Linked DNA regions of Mus musculus: region 2 is linked to region 1. Evidence: chromatin contacts called from public Hi-C data. All regions are on one chromosome and are shown on one strand. The core of a region is the stretch at or near the end of the contact, and the rest is flanking DNA. Distances in the headings are between cores, read along the strand shown. Region 1 overlaps St3gal1 (ST3 beta-galactoside alpha-2,3-sialyltransferase 1). Region 2 has its middle 190 kb from the start of Zfat.

Region 1 (6,860 bases), core at 3,230-5,729:
CATGTTCATAAGAGGTAACCTGTGCTGGTTCTGGTCCTGACACGTGAGTTTAACTCTGTGTTAGTTTCTATTTCAGACTCCAGGTTGTGCTGGTCATTGCTCTGAGTTGCTTAATCTGCCTCTGTATATATTTGCCTTAGTTGGGGCTTTATTGCTGTGAGGAGACACCACGACCAAGGCAACTCTTATAAAGGACAACCTTAAATTGAGGCTGGCTTACAGTTTCAGGGGTTAAGTCCATTATTGTCATGGCAGGAAGCATGGTGGCATGCAGGCAGACATGGTGATGGAGGAGCTGAGCATTCTGCATCTTCGTGTGCAGGCAGCAGAAGGGGACTGGGTGCCACACTAAGTATAGCTTGAGCATATGAGACCTCAAAGCCCAAACCCACAGTGACACACTTCCTCCCACAAGACCACACCTACTCCAACAAGACCACATCTCCTAATAGGGCCCCTCCCTATGGGCCAAGCATTCAAACACATGAGTCTGTGAGGGCCATGCCTATTCAAACACCACAATAATCATGCTCAAAGTGATAAAACTTACAGTACATACACGCACACAACATGCACACATGCATGCAGGCATGCACACATGCACAATGCACAAGAACAGTTTAATAGTGCCAGTCAGCACTTAAAGATACAACCTGCAATTCTTACAGCTGCTTTCTTTAGTTGTACCAAAATGATTTCATGTTCTTTTATAACTTTTTTTATTCTTTAATTTTTTTTTTAATTTTGTTTGCACATTCAAGTGCGTGCGTGTGTGTAGCGGCCTGAGGTTGATCTTGGGTCTTCCCTAATCCATCTACTCCCTAATTTGGGAGACAGAGTCACACACTGAAGCTGCAACTCCCTGTTTCAATTAGGCCCGCTGGCCAACAAGTCCTCCAAACCCACCTGTCTCTTTGGAGCACTTGGGTTATAGGCACACACTATGGTGCCTGGATTTTATATGGGTTCTGAGGCTCCGAATTTGGGTCTTGAGGCTTGTACAGAAAGCATTTTGCTCTCTGTGCCATGGTCTCAGCCTCCACAGTCTTGGTAACTCATTCTACTCCCCAACCCAGCCCAGCAGTACTGAGGCAGACACATTTTGCATCGTGTCCATGAGTATCTTTGAGAAAAGCTACTTTTGTGAAATCACACAGTTGACTGGACTGCCCTTCCCTGTGGCATACCATGCCATGTCACATCCATGCTGTGTCAGAGCATGACATGCCCATGGGCCCCTGAGTGAAGAAAGAGTCCTGTAATTTATAAATGCAGAGATAGTGGTGGGACAATCAACATTCAGACAATCATTTTCTGCTTAAAGGAGAAAAGCTCTGATTTATTAAGCAAAGTGGCTCTGTCTCTCCAGGAATGATGTTGCGTTTTATTTCTTGTTCACTGCCCTAACCTGAGAGGGAACAAAATTGGAGAACAGTCTCTTGTGAGATTTACTGTATAGTACTGTGCAGTGGGAAAGCATGTCTGATGGCTCTCGGAGCTGTGAACGGTGGATGAGCTAATAGGGTCAAAGGAAAAATCACTTGTGATCCAGAGCAGGGGAAATAAGAACACAGAGGAGCATAACCGTCATTTGTTTAGCTAGAATTTGTCTTAATCCATGCTCCAGATAGTTGGTTTTCTTGTCTCTGAGTATCCTGGTTGGAACCCAGTACCTTCCCACTGAGGGTATAGGTTGTACTTGTAGTGGCTATTCCTGGTTGTCAACTTGACTATATCTGGAATGAACTACAATCCAGAATTGGAAGGCTCACCAGTGACCCTAATCTGGAGGCTGGGAGATAGAGTTTCTGACCTGGAGCTTGGTATGGAAATCTTGAGACATAGTGGCTATGGATTCTAGAAGATTAAGAAAGGGAGACCTCCAAATTCAAGCACACACCTTTAATCTGGGCTATACCTTCTGCTGGAGACTACACAAGGACATTGAAAGATGGAAGGCTCTCTCTCCTTCACCTGCTTGCCTTTGGGACTGAGCAACTGCTAGGTCCTTGGACTTCCATTCACAGCTGCTACTGACCATTGTTGGGAGTTGGACTGCAGACTGTAAGTCATCAATAAAGTCCTTTACTATATAGAGACTATCCATAAGTTCTGTGACTCTAGAGAATGCTGACTAATACAGTACTCATGCTCCCTGGGGGATGGACAGCATGAACAGGTGAGTTTCCTGAAACAAATTGACACAGCCTGGCATCTACACTCACTCCATAAACCCAGTGGACCAGCAGGGTAATGGAGGGACCACTCTTAACCCTTAAAGGAGCCATCACTTGGAGCTTAGATTTCCTGTTTGTGGTCTCAGGAAATTGTTCCTGGCCTCACAGAGAATAACTATTACTGCTGGCTTTCTTTAGTCTAAAATTTGTGTTTGGAGTGTCTGAACACCTACCATGGCGTTTCCGTGGTATCCTGGTTGGAACCCAGTAGCTTCCCACTGAGGGTTTAGTTTCCATCCATGTTGGAAGCCCCTGGGGAAGCACCAGCCTGGACAAAAAGAGGCAGGGCCTCAGGACTTGATGGGAACAGAGCTGCAAGGTGGTCTTTCAGCAAAAGGTTTTCAGGGCCGTGTATTTTTTAAAAATTATGCAAGGTATGGGAAGTAATGAACTGGCTGTTCTTGGCACCAGCAGTGGATTTTCTCTGTGTTTGAGAGGTCAGTGCCATGACTTCAAAATTGAGCAGCTGAAGCTGCAGTAGGCCAGCTGAGTGCAGATGCCATGCAGAGAGATGTTTTTTGTTTCTCACCACTCTGAGGGAATGTCTGAGAAGAACCATATGAGTGGAGAGGGTTAGCTTGGTCTAATTTCTGAGCTTTCCATCCATTGTGGCTTGATTGTATGGCAGTGGGCCTGTGGTGGAGCAGAACCTGTGGGATCATGGGACAAAGGAGTTCAGTCCGCTCAAAGCTACCAGGAAACTGATGGAGACGGTGGAAAGGAAAGAGAAAGATACAGCCGCCAGTGACTTCCTTCCTCCGACCAGAGCCCCGTGACCCCACTTTCCATCGTTTCCCAGTAAGGCTATCGAATTAGAAACCCATCAGTAGATGTATTCACGGATAAAGTCAGGGCCCTTGAGATCGGTTCAATTCCCTTGAGGCTCTTCAGCTGACAACAGCACCTTTGACCTATAAGCCTTCAGGAAATACTTTGGATTCAAACCAGGCATGTCCAGACCAAGGAAGGAATTGGTTCAGGGTTGGTTACATTGCTAACAGGGAGATCTCTGGTTCTTACTTGGTGCTTACAGTGCCAAAATATAGACTGAAACTCAATGGGGAGCAGGATTCCATGTTAAAGTAATCCTCAGTTTCCTCCCCCTTATGCCTTAGGAAATAGAGCAATCAACATATCTCTAGGGATGTATATATGTGTGTGTAGTCCTTTCTATCATGATGGTTTTCAACTATTCAGTAAGATGTAACTTTCATAAAACCCAAACTCAAGTACAGGCTTCTACTAATTAGGAGCCTACTCCCATTGATACTCAGAGCTTCATCTCTAGATCATTCATTCATTAAACAATCGTCTAGTGCCTCCTCAGTAGTGTCTATAAAATGCAGTATTGTACAATAGGTAACAAGGGTAGGTTGGGAAACCCAGCTGGCCAAGTGTAGCCCCTCCTCCACCAAGGGGCTCATTCTAGGGAGAGCAGTGACAAAACAAAACGCAGGGAGGGAGGGGTCTGGAGTTTAACAAATGTGCTGCATCAAAGAGTGAATAGACAAAAAGTGGGTGAAGCAAGGGAAACTGTGGGGACCCCAGGGTAAGGCCTTTAGCCCAGCTTGTATGCCAGAACGTAATCCCTAACAGTACCAAAACGAAGGAGGAGGAGGAGGAGGAGGAAGAAGAAGAAGAAGAAGAGGAGGAGAAAACAAAAAGGGAGGGAAAAGAGGTTGTAATTTTCTTCATATGCCACATTAGGATTAGGGGCTCTGGTTAGCAAAGCAGGAAAGTATTTTGTGAAAGTACAGATGCCAGGACTACAGTGGCAATGTCTTTCCCATCTGAGGGTCAGCAGCAGGGTCTTGGGAAGTGCTCTTGGTACTGGGATGAGAGATGAGTGAGTAGAAATCAGGGAGGAGGGGTCATGCCAACCATTGAAGTGTGGAGGTCAGGTTAAGGTCTTAAGGTCAGCAAGGCCAATTCTAGCTGCTGCTGAGAGAGTCAGTGCTTCCTCCATCAGTTGCTAAAAAGCAATTTCCCTCCAGCCTTTATGGAAAGAACATAAAGGCCTCCTCTAGCTGTCAAGAAGCAAGAGCCTCCAGTGGTTGGGAAGAGTAAAGGCCCCCTCCAGCTGTGACTGAGAGGAAAGACCCCCTCCAGTTGTTGCTGGTAAGCAAGGTCCTCTCAGCTATTAGTGGTAGTCAAGGCTTGCTACAGCTGTTGATGAGAGGCGAGACTTCTTCAGTGGAGGTGGTGATAGTCAGAGAGGAAAGAATGCTGGGAACGGTGCCCTCTCCCCTGCAGCTCACTTCAGATAGTGCTGGAAGGAAAGGATCTTTACCACCCCCACCTCAGTACCACACCCCAGTACTGAGAATCTTAGTCCTTCTGTTTATGCCCCTTCCATGGATCTTCCCTGTAAACATCCTGTCCCATCAGCAGCTCCTAACAGACAGTTTATAGTCAACACCATGTGTGGTTTCCAAGCCAGACCTAAGCCTTTGGACAAAGCTGGCTTCTGTTGATCTCTGCCAATTCTTCACCTGAACAACTCTTGAACTCCTTCCCCCTCTTGCCAACCGAGTATCATCCATAGGCCAGCTTCCTTCCTAATTTGCCATAGACCGCTATGGAGAGGTACCAGGGTGAGTTTGTTAGTTGGCAGTCCTTCCCTGCAAGATGCATATTTCAGACCCCAGGGCCTGATCCAGGCCACCGTTCTCATCTTCGTGACTCTGGGCAGCTGCATACTTCCGATCTACTTAGTTTAGCTGGGACTTGTCCTGTAGGATTGTCACACAAGCAGATCTGGTGCTTACCTAGGCTAGCCAGGGAGCTAGCCCTCTCTCTGTGTGTGATGTTTGCATCTTCCATAGGGCTGTAAAAGCCAGTGACTGTGGTATCAGTCTCTGTAGTGATGAGGAAGTAGATTTGTTCCATGAGTACTGTTTGGGGTGTGTGTAATCCTAGAGGTGGAACTGAGACCTAGTGAATGCTAGAAATATGTGCTCTGCTGCTAAGCTACACCCAATACCTGCTGTTGTCTGAGTTTGAGCCGTTGTGCTCCATCTGCTGTTTCACTACTGCAAAGTCAATCTCAGGATTGAAAGGTGAAGAACTGGACTCTACCTGTGAGGAACAGCAGAACCACTTTGCACACAGATAGTACAGGGAAATTGGAATCCCCTCTGCAGCGATGGTCCTGGTGGGACAGTGCAAGCCGTTTCCTGTTCTCTACTGCTCTTCTTGTGCTATATTAATTTGCATGCTCTTCAAATCCACAATTTGAGGACTATGACCTTGGTGACGTCATGAAGACAGTGCGGAGCTGAGGACTGGCCAAAAGAGATCATTGACTCTCCACCGTTGCTCACTACCCAATAATCCTCTGAAATTTTCAGGCTGGCATTCTTTTTCTGGCTTTTGGGAACACTTCCCTCAAGACTTTTGCTTTTATAAAAGAGACGTCTGATGGGTAGTTGTGGTTAACAGCTCTTACCTCCTTCCTTCCACACCCTTCTCTCAGAATGACTTGGTCCCTTTTACCTCCATTCTTCCAAGTGTCCCTTACGCCCTGTGCCCCATCACCCTGCATTTTCCGGGCAGTTGTCTGACTCTCACTGCTTGCAAGCAGGAGTTATAGTTGGTTGGGATTCTGTCCCTATATGGGACAGTGGCGCTGTTGGAACTCCCTGCGCAGTCTGAAGGTTTTGGTGGGCTGGACAGTAGGTGGATTCTTTGTCACTGTCTTCAGAATCTCAAAAAGGCCCAAACTAACTTGTACTTTCTCTGTGTTCTCCATTTTCAGGTTTGACTCTGCTGAGCTAGCAATGCCATCAAAGAGCAACTGGCACCTGTTGGATCTGTGAGCCAGAGCTGTGGGGCCGGGCAGTTGTATCTGTGAGCCAGGGGCAGACAGTGGCTCGGCTTCCTGAGGTAAGTGGCTGTTTTTCCTGTCTGAGGAAGATGTGCTAGCTTTTCCAGACTCTCCCACAAGGCTGTGCTGTGGGTTGCATTGATGGGTGAGAAAAATACGCTGTTCTTTCCATCCTTTGGAATTATGTTCAGGGATCTCACAGGGGATGAGACATGTGCTGTTTTCCAGACTCTTCTGTGGGTTGAGTAGCAAAGCCAGGGGGTGTCGCCCTGTTTTCTTAGACTCTTTGTAGCGTGGCCTTCCTGGCTGCCTGGTGGAGCAGCTTCCTCAGAGGGGAACCATTCTCCCTGTGAAGTTCAGAGCAGGCTTGTGATAGAGAACTTTGCAGTTCTCCTGGATATTGAGAAGAGACATCTGAATTGTGAAAGTTCTTCCCCATGACACGTGATTGTCAGTACAAGTACGACCCAGCCTGACATTGCTGCTCTGTAGGCCAAGTGTTACATGCGGCCTCTGAGGACAAGCCTGATGAGACTCGCTTGCTTTGCGTCTTACACATCTAGATCTGAAGATGGGCTGGCTGTTGTCTACAGTCATCGTCCAGCAGCGTGCCTTGACGCCTCCCAGGGGAGAATGGTGTGGCAGGCACAAAGGAGTCCTGGGTATATGCATGATTGTGAAGACACGGTGGGTGGGAATGGCTTCAGATATAGCAGTGGATGCTTGCTCACATCTAGGCAGGTCAGATAGATGTAGAAGCTGGAAAGAGAGTTATGGCAGGAACTAGAGCTGAGCTA
Region 2 (6,860 bases), core at 3,190-5,689, 920 kb before region 1:
CTTCTATAGTGGATCCTTCTTCCGTACAGCAGCTTCTCCTCACTGGGTTTCCTTTCTCTCACCTTGCTAAGCTTCCCTCCCTCCCGGCTGCATCAGCCCCTGATGGATGGTCCCTTGATGGGCCAATCTTAATTAAGTTGGATGATCTTCCTTGAGCTTGCAAAATGCAATTAATTCTTTCAGCCCCAGCCAGCTATGGGAGCTCTATTTGATTCAGCTGTCCCTCCTGGAAAGTGCAGAGAAATACACAAGTTCTGGGCCCTGTGTTGCCGCCCTGAGCCCAGTTAGGTCATCCCTGGTGCTCACCAATAGATGCTCTAAACCTCTGGGTCCCATTACTGTGGAGTATGAATCATGGCCCATGCTGAAGAATCAATACAAACCTCCAGTGTGTTTCCATAGTTAGGTGTCCTGCCCTGCTACAAAGCCTTTGTCCTGGAAACCTTTCCTGACTCTGGTCTCCTGGGGCTATCTCTTTCCTGTCTCTGGCATCATAAACAAACTCAGCACAAACGACTTTGATCTTGTCCTCTCTTAGCTATGCAGTCCTGGTTTTCCACAGGTAAGGCATTGCCTGCTCCCGGAGTATGTGGGTGATGTATCCCTCTTATCCAGACAAGTACACAATCCCTTGCAGGATTTACCAAGAACCCCTTTCTGTCCTGAATCTTCAGCATGTACAGGAGATACACCTCCATCTAACTCTTATCCTAGCTCCCTGACGTTCAGGACAGATGGATTACTGGGAAGTGAAAAAATCCAAGTGCTACATAAAAGGTATTAGGAAAAATGGGGTGAGAATGAGGAGCACAACTTGTCCTGGAGAGTGAGGTAAAGCCTTCTCAGCATATCAGATAGTCCAGAGAAATCTCCTTGATGTAGTAGTTCAGGATCCAACTGGATGAAGGACGTGGCATGCACAGAGACCTGAGGCTGCCAAGAGTTCATCGCAGGAGAACCATGCCATGCCCAAGTGGAAAAGAACTCAGCAGGACGGAGATGAGAAAAGAGGGAGGGGAGCATGGGAAGATTCCTATGAAAATCTAGGAAATGTGGGACTCAGTATCTCTCCACGTGTCAAGAAGTCCTGGATTGGCTGTGCATGCAGGAAGTCCAAATCTGTCCCTTCCCTCCCTTCACCTCCATACCATCCCCTACAACTACTATTCCTTCTAACCCCATGACTTAAGGTGGACTCAGAGAGGATCCTGAACCAGGGTCACTCAGTTTGGAGACACGTACACACCATACCTGCAAAGTTCCCAGATGTGCTTCACATATATTACCCCCACCCCTGACATATGTCCTGCTACATCCCCCGTGAACACTAGAAAACACACACCACACCACACACACACACCATGATCCACACATCCAAAATACAAAACATTATAATCCAGTTACACACATTCATGCCGTGCACTACACAGATATCCCCATACAACACAAACCCACATAGCATTATGTTGTGTGGCTTTTCCTGGAATAAGCCACCTGAGGGGACAATGAGGATGGAACAGAGAAATAGTTCCAGCCAAGTCTAACTCAGAGAACCAGTGGGTTTATTAGGGCACAGAAGCAACAGTAAGGAGTGTGGGAAGCTTTGCCGCTCAACAGACTCCCTTCCTCCATTGCCTGTTAACTGCCTGTGCCTCCTGTGTAGCCCAGTGCACCTGGTGACAGTTTCCCTGCCCATCCAGAAAGAATCTTCATGGCTACAATTTTGTTACAATTTCATAGGTGCAATCATAATTGCTCTGATTTCAAGAGGGCAGTTTCCACGTCATGCTTGAATACCATAGTAAAACACCATATACATACAAAGTAGATAACCACATACACAAAACCAATGCACTTCTCTCACAGGACACATACCACACTGTGCACATAGACCACACTGCACACAAAATGTATACATACATCCCATTTCATACCAAACACACACCACATACCCACATATTCCAGTCAGTGTGCCACCTGCACGGAAGCAAAGAATCCTGCCTGGTTTTTCTATAAACCCTGGCTTGTTAATTGGCTGTCTCACTGCAGGCCTGTTTATCATCTTTCTCCAGAGCTTGGGCACCAAATGAAGATAGATTCCAGGAAGCTTTGAAACGTTCCAAATGCAGAACCCTGAGATCTGCACACTTTGAAGATTGGAACACATTTTAATTCGCCCCGCAACGCTGGATTATGTTCTAATTATCCCTCATGAATGCTCGGTTCCCTGTGACTTCTGGGAGTGGCATGGCTTGGTGGGAGAGCTGTTGTTCCCACTGCCCAGTGTCCTGGCGTGGGATCTGTCGTCCATCTGAACTTGTCACCCCAGCAGCCCACGGCAAGGTCCTTTCTGCTGGAAATTTCTCAGAAAATACAGAAAAAAAAATATAAAGAAGGACACACAAAGTTCTCAAGAGTTCTATCCTTTGTATGTTGGGTGAGTTTATTTTCAATGTGTTTAAGTATAAACAGTCCCTGAGTCGGTTTACTTATCCATATGACGTTTTTTTTGAGTCACTTCTGCTCAAGATTCAACCCGGAGAAGGAAGAAGGAACAAACCAGAAGAGGAGGAGGAGAGGAACTGAGGGTTCTGCTGGAGAAGTTGAGGCTGCAGGCCGATTGTGGACAGGCCCTCCTACACAAGGCCAAGAGGAGATTAGAATTATTATTTTTTATGTGGGAAAGGAAGTGGTTAGGGGTTGAGCAGCCCTGCCATGGGTGTTCCTTCACTACTGCCAAGGCTCTGGAGCTGTGACCCCAGCCACTGAAGTGATTTGACATGGCTTTGTGTCCTGGCTGGGAAAGAAAATGTCAGTGCTGCTCACAAAGTCAAGGTGGGACCCTGTAGAGTGTCGTGCTTCAGGGCTGGCTGAGAGCTGCCCACAGCAAGCTCGGACAGAAAGGTTTAATATCCCTTTCCTCTTCACACTCTTCTTCAGGAAGAGTGAAATAGCATCTCATCTATGCCCAAGCTTGTCACCATCACAGGACCAAGCATTCTCCTTACTTCTTCAGTGGGAATGAGCCACAGGTGGTAAGCTGGGGTCCTAGGCTTCCAGAATATAAGAGGTGAATGTACCTCTGTCCAAGGGACAGTCCGTGGTCTCCAGCACTCCAGCCCTTCCCCAACCCTGCAGTACATCTTCACAGCTGCCAGCCAGGCCCAAGGCCAACATTCCCTTGCTATTTCCTTAGCTGGCAGGCTTTCCTGTTTTTGCCTTGTCCTTTGTGCGGACAATGGGGCCCGTGAAAGCCCAACTAGGTCAGATGGCTTCTCTACTCACCATTGTCCCATGGCTCCCCCTTCCTGAGGAGCACAGAATCCTGAAGTTGTCTTGTTCCTAGGGATGCTCTTTGACCACAGCTATCCCTGATTATCCTGTAGCAAAACGGCAATGCTGCCCACCCACCTCTGACTCTATCTCCATCAGCCTTCATCTCTGCCTTTATTTTTCACCTGTCTCTCTATAGCATGACTGGCCCCTGACCAGAATGTGTGGACCAAGAAGGTTCTGCTTTGCTCACTACTCAGCTGCATAGCAGCACAGCACCTAGAATACTGTTTCACATGTATCTGTTAGGTACATGGAGAAGAGATGAAGGCACTAACGTAATGTATGAGACCTGGTCTGATATGTGATGTCCACTGTATTCCCTGACTCCTCAAGACTTCATCAATAGCTCACCTGTCTTTCTACCCCATAGCCTGAGCTTTATAAGTTGTGTGCTACTCTGAGTTTTAAGTCCTGCCATGGAATGATCACAGAGAAAGAGAGGCTGCCCTTTGGCTGCATCACTGGACACTGGAGCCACAGACCAGGTCTCTGCAGTCTTCCCCATGGGGACCACATAACCACCACCATTCCAGAGTGCCCGTTTCAATTTGAGAAGAACACAACAGCGGCAGGGTATATGTCGTGTACCTCTTTTCAGCCAAAGGATGGGAAGTCTGCCCAGAGTTTACTGGGACAAATAGTCCTCAGAATGGGGATTGGAAAAATGGAATAATATGCATCCATTGTCCTCACCACACACTGCACTTCAGAGTGCACAGGCTTTGCTGAAAGCTAGCTTACGGAGAAGACAAGATTGCTGTGTGCAGTGCAGGAGGTAATCTCTCTGTATCCCAGGGGATGACTCCATCTGTCCTTCCTCCCCCGCGGCAGGGCCAGCCTGCGGAGACAATGGGAGGGAGGATAAATGGCCACATTGTAACTTATTTGATTTTGGATGGGTGGAAGGAAAGGCTTGATGTAGGGTGTCAGTGTCTGACATGAGCATGTCAGGCGCTGTGTGATGAGATAGGCAGGCACTTTTGGTTCCAGGCAGAGAGAAGGACAGGCGGGCACCCCTCCAAGGGGGTCACAGTAGGGACCAAGTGCTGGAAGCAGGGAGTGTGGGAGGATGCTGAACGGGGTCATTTAGTCACAACATGAATATTAATGAATGGCTATGAAACACACATGGAGCCCAGCCATGGAGTTCAGCACCATTCAGCTCCTGACTCTTCTTTGCACTGTGATAATAAAAGCTCCATTCGGCTGAGGATGGGGAGAACACCAAGATGACTCGCATTTCCTCTTAATCATCTCCAGGGATAAAACATGAACTGCCCATGTTGTGTTCTTAGCTGCCAGAGGCACTCCAATGGGATGGGATAGCTTCCTTTCCAGTGGCATCATTTTTTTTTTTTGGTCTATGTCTCTTATGTCCAGTTATTCTCAATGCCTGAAGGACAATCTTTGCCCTTTTGCTCTGGTGTGCCTTACTCTTGCAGGTCCCTGGTACGTGAAGCTGCTTGGCATTAAAATTTTCCAGAGCTGGTGATATAGCCTTTACTCTCACTCTTTCTGTGCAAGGAATAATATTCACAACTCCGATCTCTTGATATAATGTGTTGTTGGTAAAATGGAAGGGAAAGAGAGAACAGGATGCCTTTTGTTTATTTCAAACACCCCCCACCCAGCCAAATCAACACAAAATGGAAGGAATAGTCTGTTCTGCTGATAAACATTATTGTAACTTCTCATGAGTATATAGGGACATCCTTGTGGATGGATAATCAGAAACTGAAGTTCCCATTTAAGGTTGGGTCTCATACATACCTGCCTTTCTTTCTTTGTCTTCAGTACATTGATACCTTCCTGATGCTCCAGTTCCCAGGCGGTTTAGCTTCTCTGACCTCCAGGTTCTCTCCACTTACAGCTCCATTTTCTTTATCTCTTCTTTTCAGAACCCCACCTTTATTGATAAAACTTTGCTGGATCAAATGGCTCCCCACCTAATAGAGCTTACCTTCCTAACAGGGGTGCTCCTTTCTCAGCTGCAGAGACTCTGTACCCAGAGGGAACCAAGTCTTAGACTCTGCGGGAGCTTAGCCCTAATTCTTACTTCGTGGCTTTTTTAGTGGAATCCAGGAGAGCACTTAGCTACTGAGATATCATCAGAGGCAGACAAATGAAACTAGAATTAGATATATTAGGGAGTGTGCCCATGATGACTTCTAAGCTCTCTACCCCATACCATACTTGTGTGAATGGCTTTGGGGTTCTGAGGTTGTCAGTTAACAGATTATCCTGCTTCTTGTGGCTCAGATTTATCTCTTTACAGTTTATTCTGCCCCTTCAATGTAGCACCTGTGATATTCAGACTTCTCTCCTTCTGCACTCCTTTCTCAGCAGCCTCCAGTGTGTGTCTTTATGACCAGTGATGGCGAGGCAGGTGGGGACCTGTGTAGAGTGCTGATAGCAGATACCTGTCCTAGTTTGATGAGGTTAGTGATATGGTTCAAGGCACTGAGCTCCTCTTGGAGAGGTAACTGTTGTGGATTGCCCTGGTGCAATTTGTATTTTATGCTAATTCTACTTCCTTAAGAGGGACTGCCCCATAAGGAGGGGACCACATACTCGGGTGATTTTATGTGAACCTTCTCCCCATTTAAACTGGTCCAATAAAGGCTAGAGCCTGTGGTTGGGCAGTGGAAGGGAAAGGTAAGGCTGGAGGTTTAAGAGAGGCAAGAGAGGAATGGAGAAGGGGAGATGAGGAGACAGAAGAGATGGAGGAAGAGGAGGTAGAAGAAAAATGGAGCAGAACCACGTGGTCTGGAGGAGCCACAAGTAGCCAGGGAGCTCATAGCTGGGGAATAAAGTAGTATAGTGGTGTATCTGCCCAATCTAGGCATGATGTTTATGAATATAGCTGAGTTGTGTGTTCTTTGCATGGGCTTATTGGAGTTGGAGATTTACCACAACAGGTGACCACTTGTCTCCTTGTTCTGAGCCTTTCCCATGACTCTTTAGATTTTTTCCAGTTCCCGTTATGAACCATGGCATTCATGGGGATGAGGAAGAGGACTCTGTTCTCTGACTCCTGCCTAGCTCCACATACACTCTGACATTCTTCCATAACTGCTGACCAGAGGGATGGGCTTCCCTGTGCCTCTTCCTCTACACTATACATTTCTTTTGGTCAGATTCTTTTCCCAGGATGCATGGAGAGCAGTCACATTTCCTAGGATCTGAGAACACAGGACTGAGTCCCAGGTGCTGTAACTACAGTGTAGCAAGAACATGAGTTCTGTAGCTGGCTACCCTGGGCTCAGGAAGTAACCTTCCACTCACCCATCCCTGGAAGGTCTCTGAAATGTCCCTTCCTTTCAGGCATATGGTCTTGACCATTGCATACTGGTTTGCTGCTCATGTCCACTCCTGTGAGCTTCCAGAAAATTTCAAGGTGGTTGTAAACATGAAGTGTCCATTAAAGGAAGACCTGAAGAAATTCACTTTTTGAGCTAGAAAATCCAAGTGAAAGAATGACAGGCCAGAGAATTGAGAATAAAGACCATTATAAGTGGCAAGTA

The links. A called contact is a pair of places that touch in the nucleus more often than the background predicts.
Region 2: a contact with region 1 is called in a Hi-C map of bone marrow-derived macrophages, with 10 read pairs. The contact joins two enhancer-like sites. A contact is called at or near these places in 1 of 484 Hi-C or Micro-C datasets (bone marrow-derived macrophages) and 4 of 115 datasets of contacts at active chromatin or transcription factors (SST interneurons, VIP interneurons, cardiomyocytes and 1 more).

Annotation. Positions count from the first base shown.
Region 1 is chr15:67,152,305-67,159,164 of GRCm38.p6, reverse strand. It overlaps St3gal1 (ST3 beta-galactoside alpha-2,3-sialyltransferase 1), which reads left to right. Exons shown (of 9, transcript NM_009177.4): 2 at 5,995-6,122. Among named protein-coding and RNA genes, the nearest start is that of Gm31400, 14 kb to the left of the region's middle. Within about 2 kb of position 4,479, at least 43 of the 459 cell types and tissues checked have an H3K27ac peak or open chromatin away from gene starts, as enhancers often do. A contact at or near this core is called in bone marrow-derived macrophages, where this site is marked.
Region 2 is chr15:68,068,925-68,075,784 of GRCm38.p6, reverse strand. No RefSeq gene overlaps it. Among named protein-coding and RNA genes, the nearest start is that of Zfat, 190 kb to the left of the region's middle. Within about 2 kb of position 4,439, at least 46 of the 459 cell types and tissues checked have an H3K27ac peak or open chromatin away from gene starts, as enhancers often do. A contact at or near this core is called in bone marrow-derived macrophages, where this site is marked.